Regions from separate parts of the Sus scrofa genome. Here region 2 is linked to region 1. The links are chromatin contacts, called in public HiChIP or PLAC-seq maps. All regions are on one chromosome and are shown on one strand. Each heading gives the region's core, a stretch centred on a gene start, on an enhancer-like site or on the middle of the called end of the contact. The rest is flanking DNA. Distances are from core to core; before and after follow the strand shown. Region 1 holds the start of HIPK3 (homeodomain-interacting protein kinase 3). Region 2 overlaps HIPK3 (homeodomain-interacting protein kinase 3).

Region 1 (3,873 bases), core at 1,338-3,837:
CATACACACATATACACACACAAATTTAATATACTGCCTTAAGTATAAAGGAACAAATTATTCAATTTTTCTATAAATACAAAAAAACACAAAATGAGATGTCCAAAAGCTCAAAATATATCTTCACATCTTCTCCTTAACACAATTAAAAACAAGTTTCAAAAATAAAACATCAGGCTGAGCATTCTATTTCATAGAGTTCCCTATACTTTAAAAATACATCCATAAATATTCCAAGAAATGCCTTGGTGATTTAAAAGTAAGGAGCTTTATTTGGTTGGTTACATTTCAACTACTCTTAAGAGGCATAAAGACATAAGGTAGCCAACAAAACTATAAAAACTATGCTTTTAAAAAAGGTCAGGCATATTTTGTTTGCTTAAATACTAAGTTTAATCATGACCTATCAAAATCTTATCATGGCTCATTGTATAAAATTAGCACTGCATTTGCAAGCATAAGCAGAATCTAGACTTATCAAACATATGGTGAGGCTTGCATAGCTTCTGAAAAATTAAATGAGAATACAGGACTAAGGTGTTTTTAGTTGGGTAGCAAACAAAACTCACTGATCCTACTCAAAAGTTTTCATCAAAAAACTGATCAAAATAAGAACCTCCTAAAAATTTAAAAGGTCCAGCAATCAAAACTTTGAAATAAACTGAAACGGTGTGACTATAAATCCTTCCACTTCAGTAACTAACAAGGAAATACCTAAAATAGAAAGAAAAAAAAAATCAGCCGATCTCCAACTACTAACTAGAAGGTACACATAAATACAAGCACAAACTGGTTTACCAGCTAACTTTTCTGGCCCTAGACCAAAGAGACATCAAATAAAGCTGACAATAGAACCAACCATAAGCTTTCCCTGTAAACTGAACGATAATCTGAAAAACTTCACTGTTACTAATAGAAGCACCTTTGAATTAGTTAGAAGCAGCGAACCGACAGGTGGAAAAATAAATTCCAACAGGGCAGGAAGAGGCTGTGGAAACACGGTTCAAGGACTGAACGTGTTGTGACTGCTCTGTTAACAGGTCCAAGGTAATTTACGCACACACCCTTTAGCGCAATTCCTCAAACCCAGATAAGACTGGGAAACAGCTTTGCCGAGAGCCACATACCATTTTAAAACAGCCTTCTCCCTCTCGACAGGAAAACAGACATAGCTCTCCTCCGAGGTCTTTCCGCGAGTTCTCCCAGCGCCGGGAAGGGAAGCGGACGGCCGCCACCGTAACGAGAGAAGCCGGCAACAGACCCGCCGCGCGGCCGCCACGCCTTCCTCCGGCCGCGGCGGGGGACGCGGAGCGACGGATCACATTTCTCCTCCCCAACAATCACACGCACTCACGTCCCCGGAGTGGACACCCTCCAAACCCGCCGCTCGGCGACGCCGGGGACTGGGCCACAAAGCCCGGGACGCAGCCATCGACCGCGGCGCTCAAGTTGCGTGCGTGCGTGTGTTTGTGTTCGTTCCCCTTAATGAAAGACAAGAGGTCTCCGTAGTGACGGCCCAGGCTACGGTGAGGGAAGAGGCCCCCAGTGGGACTAAACAAAACTTCGGTTGCTGGGAAGAGCCGTTGCGCAACCCTGGCAGGGGGCGGCGGGGGGCCGCCCGGCCTGGCCCAGCCCAAGCGCAGCTTCCCGGAGGCTGCGCCACCGCACGCAGGAACCACGCGCGGCCCCGCGTCCGCGGCCTCGCAGGGGGGGCGCCCGGGCCTCGAGGGAGACGCCTGGACCCGCCACCCCGCGAGGGCCGGGGCGGAAACGCGGAGCACGAGCACGCGGAGCACGAGCGCGCGGAGAACGCGGATGGGGTGCAGTTCGCGCGCCCGGTGCGGGCCGCTCAGGGGATGCCGGGCCCGGCGGGGGTCCGAGGAGAGGTCCGCTGGCCCCTTGACCGCACGCGCGGCCAATGAAGCCAGTTCCCCCGCCCCTAACCCAGGATGGGACGCCCCCCGCCCTGTTCCCTTACCTTCCTAGAGGCCTGCGCTCTCCCCTCGTCGGGCGGCCGCAGCCCTGAGCATGTCCGAGGTGGGTGCGGGGCCGTGCCGGGGACAGGGAGCCAGGCGCTTCAGCAGGCGGCACCACCCAGCCCGGGCTCAGCCCCTCTCCGCGGCCGCTGCCATCTTGTCCTGGCGGCTAAGAAGAAACGGCGAAACACCCTCCCCCGACCGCTGCTGCTGCTGCTCTGGCTGCTGAGCGCCGGGCCCGTCTCCCTCATCTTCTTTCCCAGGGAGATGGGGTGGGGATGGCTCGGCTGGGGCGAGGGGTGGTCAGAGGCCGGCCGGCCGGCCTCCGACTGCTGGGGCCTACGGGCGGCGCGGGGTGCGGGGCCCGCGGCGGTTGAGGCCCATTCCTGACGCCAGGCGAGGAGAAGGAAGACAGCTGGGAGCGGCGGCGACGGCGGGGCCCGCGGCTCGGTATCCTCAGGTCGCCGCGCTGCCGGCAGTCGTCACGGAGGCGGCTGCCGCCGGCCGCCCCAGTCTCGGGCCCCTCCTCTGCGCCCGCCGGCCTCGGTCGCCGCCTCCGCAGCGCCACCGCCCGCCCGGCCGCTCTGCGTGCGGAGCCCGGGCGGCCCAGCTCGGCTCGGGCCGCGGCGCCTCCGCGAAGCCCCTCCCAGGGGCCCGCCCGCCCGCAGCCGCGCCCTTGTAGCTTCGAGCCCGCCTGGCGGCCGGCGTGGGTCCGACCCGCAGCTCCCTCACGCCAGCGCGCCAGCAAAAGCAGCCTCCGCCAACGCCCCCTCTTCTGTTCTGAATCTCACTCTTGGGCCCGCTCCACCAAATATGTGTATTTTTTGAACGATCCTAACCACCAAAGAAAGGATGAAAATGCGGAAGCAGGATTTTACAGGCCTTTCGAAATCCCGTAATCATAGTTTCCCCCTTCTACCCCTTTAGGGTCTGTTTCTTGGCGGTTTTTTTCCTTTTTTTTTAAAGGTTTAATAATAAAGAAAGGGGAAATGTATACAGTGAACAATTCCAGTCGAAAATAAGTCCTACCCGCTCGCCCATCCCAAAGGGTCAACGGTTCGAACTCCAAACCCTCGTACATACATATGAAGTTCACTCACCTCTGCGTTGGTAATTCTCCATCAAGGTAGTCAGTCCCACTCCCAGAGACTAACTAGTTAGCTCCCTCCTGGAAACGAGGAAATCAACAGAATGGCCCATCTCAAACAACGGAATCATAGAACCATAGAATCTTAGGGATGAAAGAACCATAGAGATCCTCGGTCCAAAGTAGGGCGCGGAATCAAACTTCAGGTGACTTGTCCAAGGTTATATAGCCAAGCCCTGGTCTGCACTTCTTTTCCCTAGGAAACAACTGACCTTCTAAATATTTATCATTCATAGTTGATCTTTTTAAATATACCTTTTTTCTCTTCCTTTCTGTCCTGAATTAATGTTTAACGTTTTGGGAACACCTTTCTCTGAGGAATGGAAGTGCCCTCTCTTAGTTTCTTAGAAAATCTTCATTAGGCTTGCCTCTACTGCGCAGGTATTAGTCCCCAGACACTTTCTATAGCCGTAGAGGCAGGGCAAAAGGCGTGGCAAATTGCTGCGTATTTAATTCTACACCTTGACTCCGGGCTGCTTTGCAAGCTGGGAGAAGAGTATTTTGAAGGATGCCTTTAAGGGAAACGGATAGTATGCCTTGAAGCAGTTGGAAGTAGCATTTTCAAAAGAAGGTTGTTTTCAACTTAGGGAGGATAACCAGTTGTAAAGTTTGCCAAAACAGAAAAACAAAACTGTCTGTCTCTCAGAGAGATAGCAGCATGTTAGCCATTCCTTTTTACTTAGTATTTAGTTACTTCTGACTTGTTTAAAAAGCAATAGTTAAAAGAACCAAAAAAAGGATAAAAACATG
Region 2 (3,935 bases), core at 467-2,966, 78 kb before region 1:
GGAGGTTGATAAATCTAAAAACTATATAAAGGCTGTAAAAACCGGAGTTTCTGCTATGGTGCAGTGGGATCAGCAGTGTCTCTGCAGTGCTAGGACACAGGTTCAATCCCTGGTCTGGCAAAGACGTTAAAGGATCCAGTGTTGTCACAACTGTGGCTAGGATTTGATCCCTGGCCCAGGAATTCCATAAGCCATGGGACAGCCAAAAGAGGAGAAAAAAAAAAACCTCCGGTGAAAACTCTCTTGATCTCTAAGCAATAGCAGACCGTGAATGGAAGGGCGGAGGTGGAATGTGGAAGAGGGCCAGTGTCAGGGAGCCAGGGCAGACTGGGGCAGGGTTTAGTTGGACTCTTTTATTGCCTTCAAAATATCATTATCCATGAGGGGGCCTACTGCTAATAGCATAGTTTCTGGATTCAGATTGCCTGTGTTGGATTCTTGGGCAAATTATTAAACTTCCCCCCACCTTGGCTTCCTCATCTGTAAAACCTCACAGGGTTGCTGTGAACATTAAATGAGTTAATTAAAGTGTTAAGTACTGTTCCTGGCACAAAAAAGAGCTGAGTAAGTATTAATTAGTAATGATACTACTGCCCACTGTAAGGGAAATAATAAGTTAAAAAATAAAATAGCCACAATACCTCAAGTGGGTATCCTAGTATATCACAGCAGCTGATGACTAGAATAGGAAACAATAGAGAGAGGCATACCCTGCTGATGGCCCTTTCATATTCTAATTAGATGATCATAATCCAGGGAATTGAAGAAAATTTATGAAATTCAACATTAATAGACTAAAGTAATAAAAAAACCCAAAAAACTCACTACATGAACATTTTAACAGATTAAAAAAAAGCATTTCAGAGTCCAAAAACAATTTAGGATTAAAAAAAAAACTTTAAAAATAAGGAATAGAAGGGACATCTCTTATCTTTAAAGAAGACGTGTATCAAAACCTACTCAGTAAGCACTAGATTTGATAATGAGTGTTACGTATAAGTCTAAGATTGGAACCAAAACATACATCATCACTTCTATCTGCTCCCATTCACGTATCTTAGAAGATAACTTTTAAAACACTGAATTGACAACTCCAACTGTGATGCTATATGAGTAATATACATCCTGAATATATTGTAATATTGTTAATCTGGATCAGATAACACCTGCTCTCAGTTTATTTATTTTTTTATATTTTTTTTTGTCTTTTTGCCTTTTTCTGGGGCCATGCCCGTGGCATATGGAGATTCCCAGGCTGGGGTCGAATCAGAGCTGTAGCCGCCAGCCTATGCCAGAGCCACAGTAACAGCAAGGTGGGATCCGAGCTGCATCTGCGACCTGCACCACAGCTCACGGCAACGCCAGATCCTTAACCCACTGAGCAAGGCCAGGGATCGAACCTGCAACCTCATGGTTCCTAGTCGGATTCGTTAACCACTGCGCCACGACGGGAACTCCACACCTGCTCTCAGTTAAAAAAAAAAAAAAAAAAATCTTAATAAACTTTAGAAAAACTGTGTTTTGATCAGGACTTGGTCTTAAATTACTATTGTGACTTCTGACAAGTCATTTTCCTGAGCCTCAGTTTTCTCCTTTATAAAATGGGAAGAGATAGTAACTAGACAATCTTTAGGGTCCTTTTCAGTAGCAACATAAGTTGTACAAGACTAGAACTGTAAAGCCCAAATCCAGAACACAATAGCAAATTGACCTGGAATTGCCACTAGATGGTGTCCCGCTCCATAGTACCATGCATGTCATCAACTATAGTCCACAAAGCCAAAGATATGATTAGTGCATTTGACAGGTACCCACGGCTAAGAGAGTACGGGACTCTCTGATTAGATCACTAATTCTTTCAAAACTAGTATCATCAAAGTTAATGGTTGGGTTAAAAGATGAAGGAAACTAGGAATAGGAAGTATGGAAATATTTAAAGAAACAGTCTTTTAAGAGGTATGCTGACCATGGAGAGGGAAGGTAGGAGAGTATTTAAAAACATGGCTTCAAAGAGAAGCTTTATGGGTGGAAAGACACTGGAAGAGGATAAGAGTAAACGTAACAATAACATCAAATCTAATAATATTAAATAACTTTTAGAGTTGTCTCAGCAAATTTAAGTCACCAAATTAACTACCTCTTCTATCCCTTTTAATACAGAAAGCGGTACCCTAAAAATCAGGCATTTTGTTACAGTTACATCATGTGTGCTTTAAAATGTTCTATTTCCTATTTTGTCATGCTTAAAAGTTAGTTTATAATTTAAATAAAAATATAAGCCAGACAAAATTTATGTAACCATTGTTAATTCTGACTAACATTTTCCACTAAAATATAAGTTGAGTATATATCTCTCTAAAAAGGAAGAGCCCATGAAACTCTTTCAAATAAGAGTGAATAACAATTACTCCAAAAAAAGAATCTGGATATTAAAAACCAAGAAAACAGCAAACAATATTATCTAACAACTTAGACCAATGAACATACCTGCAAACTATCATGAAAAGTGTGTAATGAGGTGATTTGCTGGATTCTACTGAGAGTCATTTAAATAATGTTAAGCTAGACTTCTAGCACAATCAAAACAGCTTAAAATACTAAAGAGGGTTCAGGTGACTAAGGTACTAAGACCAAGAGAGGTTATTGGTTCAAGATCAGGAGTTACGATGCCTTTTATTCCTTGGGAGAGGCTGACATTTCATCCATCATCAAAGTTTGTCACCCAAAGCGCTATTATTTAAACGGACAGTCGAGCCCTTTATGTAGCTATAGCATAAAAACGATTTTAAAAATTCTACCAAGAGTTTTATAAAACTGGCTTTCAGGCCTGTGGATTATAGCTTTGTTTATGAAAACACTTTAAAAATCAAACTGTTTTTGAGATCCTGAATTTAAATTCCGTAAGGTCTCAGGTTTTGCTATTTTATTCCAAAAAAAGTTTCCTATGTATTGTATACTGTGGGAATGCCTTCCTATAAGTCTATTATTTTTCTTTACATTCTACTTACCTGGTCATACTCCAAGGCTCCTGGGTAGAGAGGCCATCCAAGGAATAATTCTGCAATCACGCATCCCAATGACCACATGTCTATGGCTTCACAAAATGGCAACCCCAATATAATCTCTGGAGCTCTGAAATTAAAAACAAAAAATATGAGTGGTTTTCTTTAAAATTTATCTGATTTCATCTGATATTCTAAGAATAATTTGTAAAATGACAAAGGAATCACCTATTTATAGTAACTCTTCATTTTTAAGAACTCTTTGAAATCCAGCCATAATCCTGAATTGAATTTAAAATGTTGTTATGAATACAACATTGCTATGATAAAATATCTATAAATTTGAGTTTTTATTAACATGACATTTAAAAAAGGAAAAAGTAGTTCCCCCTGTGATGCAACACAATTGGCAGCGTCTTGGAAGCCCTGGGACACAGGTTCAATCCCCGGCCTGGCAGAGTTGGGTTAAGGATCCCGTGTTGCCACAGCTGTGGCTTTGGTCACAACTATGGTTCAGGTCTGATCCCTGGCCTGAGAATTCCATATGCCACGGGCAGCCAAGAAAGGGGAAGAAGTGTGGGAGTTCCTGGTGGCCCAGGGTTAATGATTTGGCATTGTTGTTGTGGTGGCGCAGGTTCCATCCCTGGCCAAAATAAATAATTAAGCACAAGGAGAAAGCACAAGCCTTGTTTTTGAGACTTTAATACACGAGAAAGAGAATTGGCAAATTATTAAATATGTGCACCATGACATGAGCACAACTGAAAACCAGACATTGAAAGATAAGACCCAAACAAAACAAAACTCCCAAAGACTAAGCATGGATCTAGACCTGGGTACTATTTCAGAAGACAACAAAAAATATTGAGGATATTTGTTATCCAAAACAGACAAGACCAAGTCCAATACATTCTGCCTTTCAAGGCAGAAAAG

What was found. HiChIP or PLAC-seq counts read pairs in DNA pulled down with a chosen protein or histone mark.
Region 2: a contact with region 1 is called in an H3K27ac HiChIP or PLAC-seq map of alveolar macrophages. The contact joins the enhancer-like site here to the promoter of HIPK3 in region 1. A contact is called at or near these places in 1 of 5 promoter capture datasets (liver), 11 of 47 Hi-C or Micro-C datasets (embryonic fibroblasts, fetal heart ventricle, heart right ventricle and 5 more) and 2 of 2 datasets of contacts at active chromatin or transcription factors (alveolar macrophages and skeletal muscle).

The regions. Positions count from the first base shown.
Region 1 is chr2:27,683,339-27,687,211 of Sscrofa11.1, forward strand. It overlaps HIPK3 (homeodomain-interacting protein kinase 3), which reads right to left and starts at 2,588. Exons shown (of 16, transcript XM_021083205.1): 1 at 1,979-2,588.
Region 2 is chr2:27,606,560-27,610,494 of Sscrofa11.1, forward strand. It overlaps HIPK3 (homeodomain-interacting protein kinase 3), which reads right to left. Exons shown (of 16, transcript XM_021083205.1): 3 at 3,009-3,132. Among named protein-coding and RNA genes, the nearest start is that of HIPK3, 77 kb to the right of the region's middle. Within about 2 kb of position 1,717, at least 3 of the 83 cell types and tissues checked have an H3K27ac peak or open chromatin away from gene starts, as enhancers often do. A contact at or near this core is called in alveolar macrophages, where this site is marked.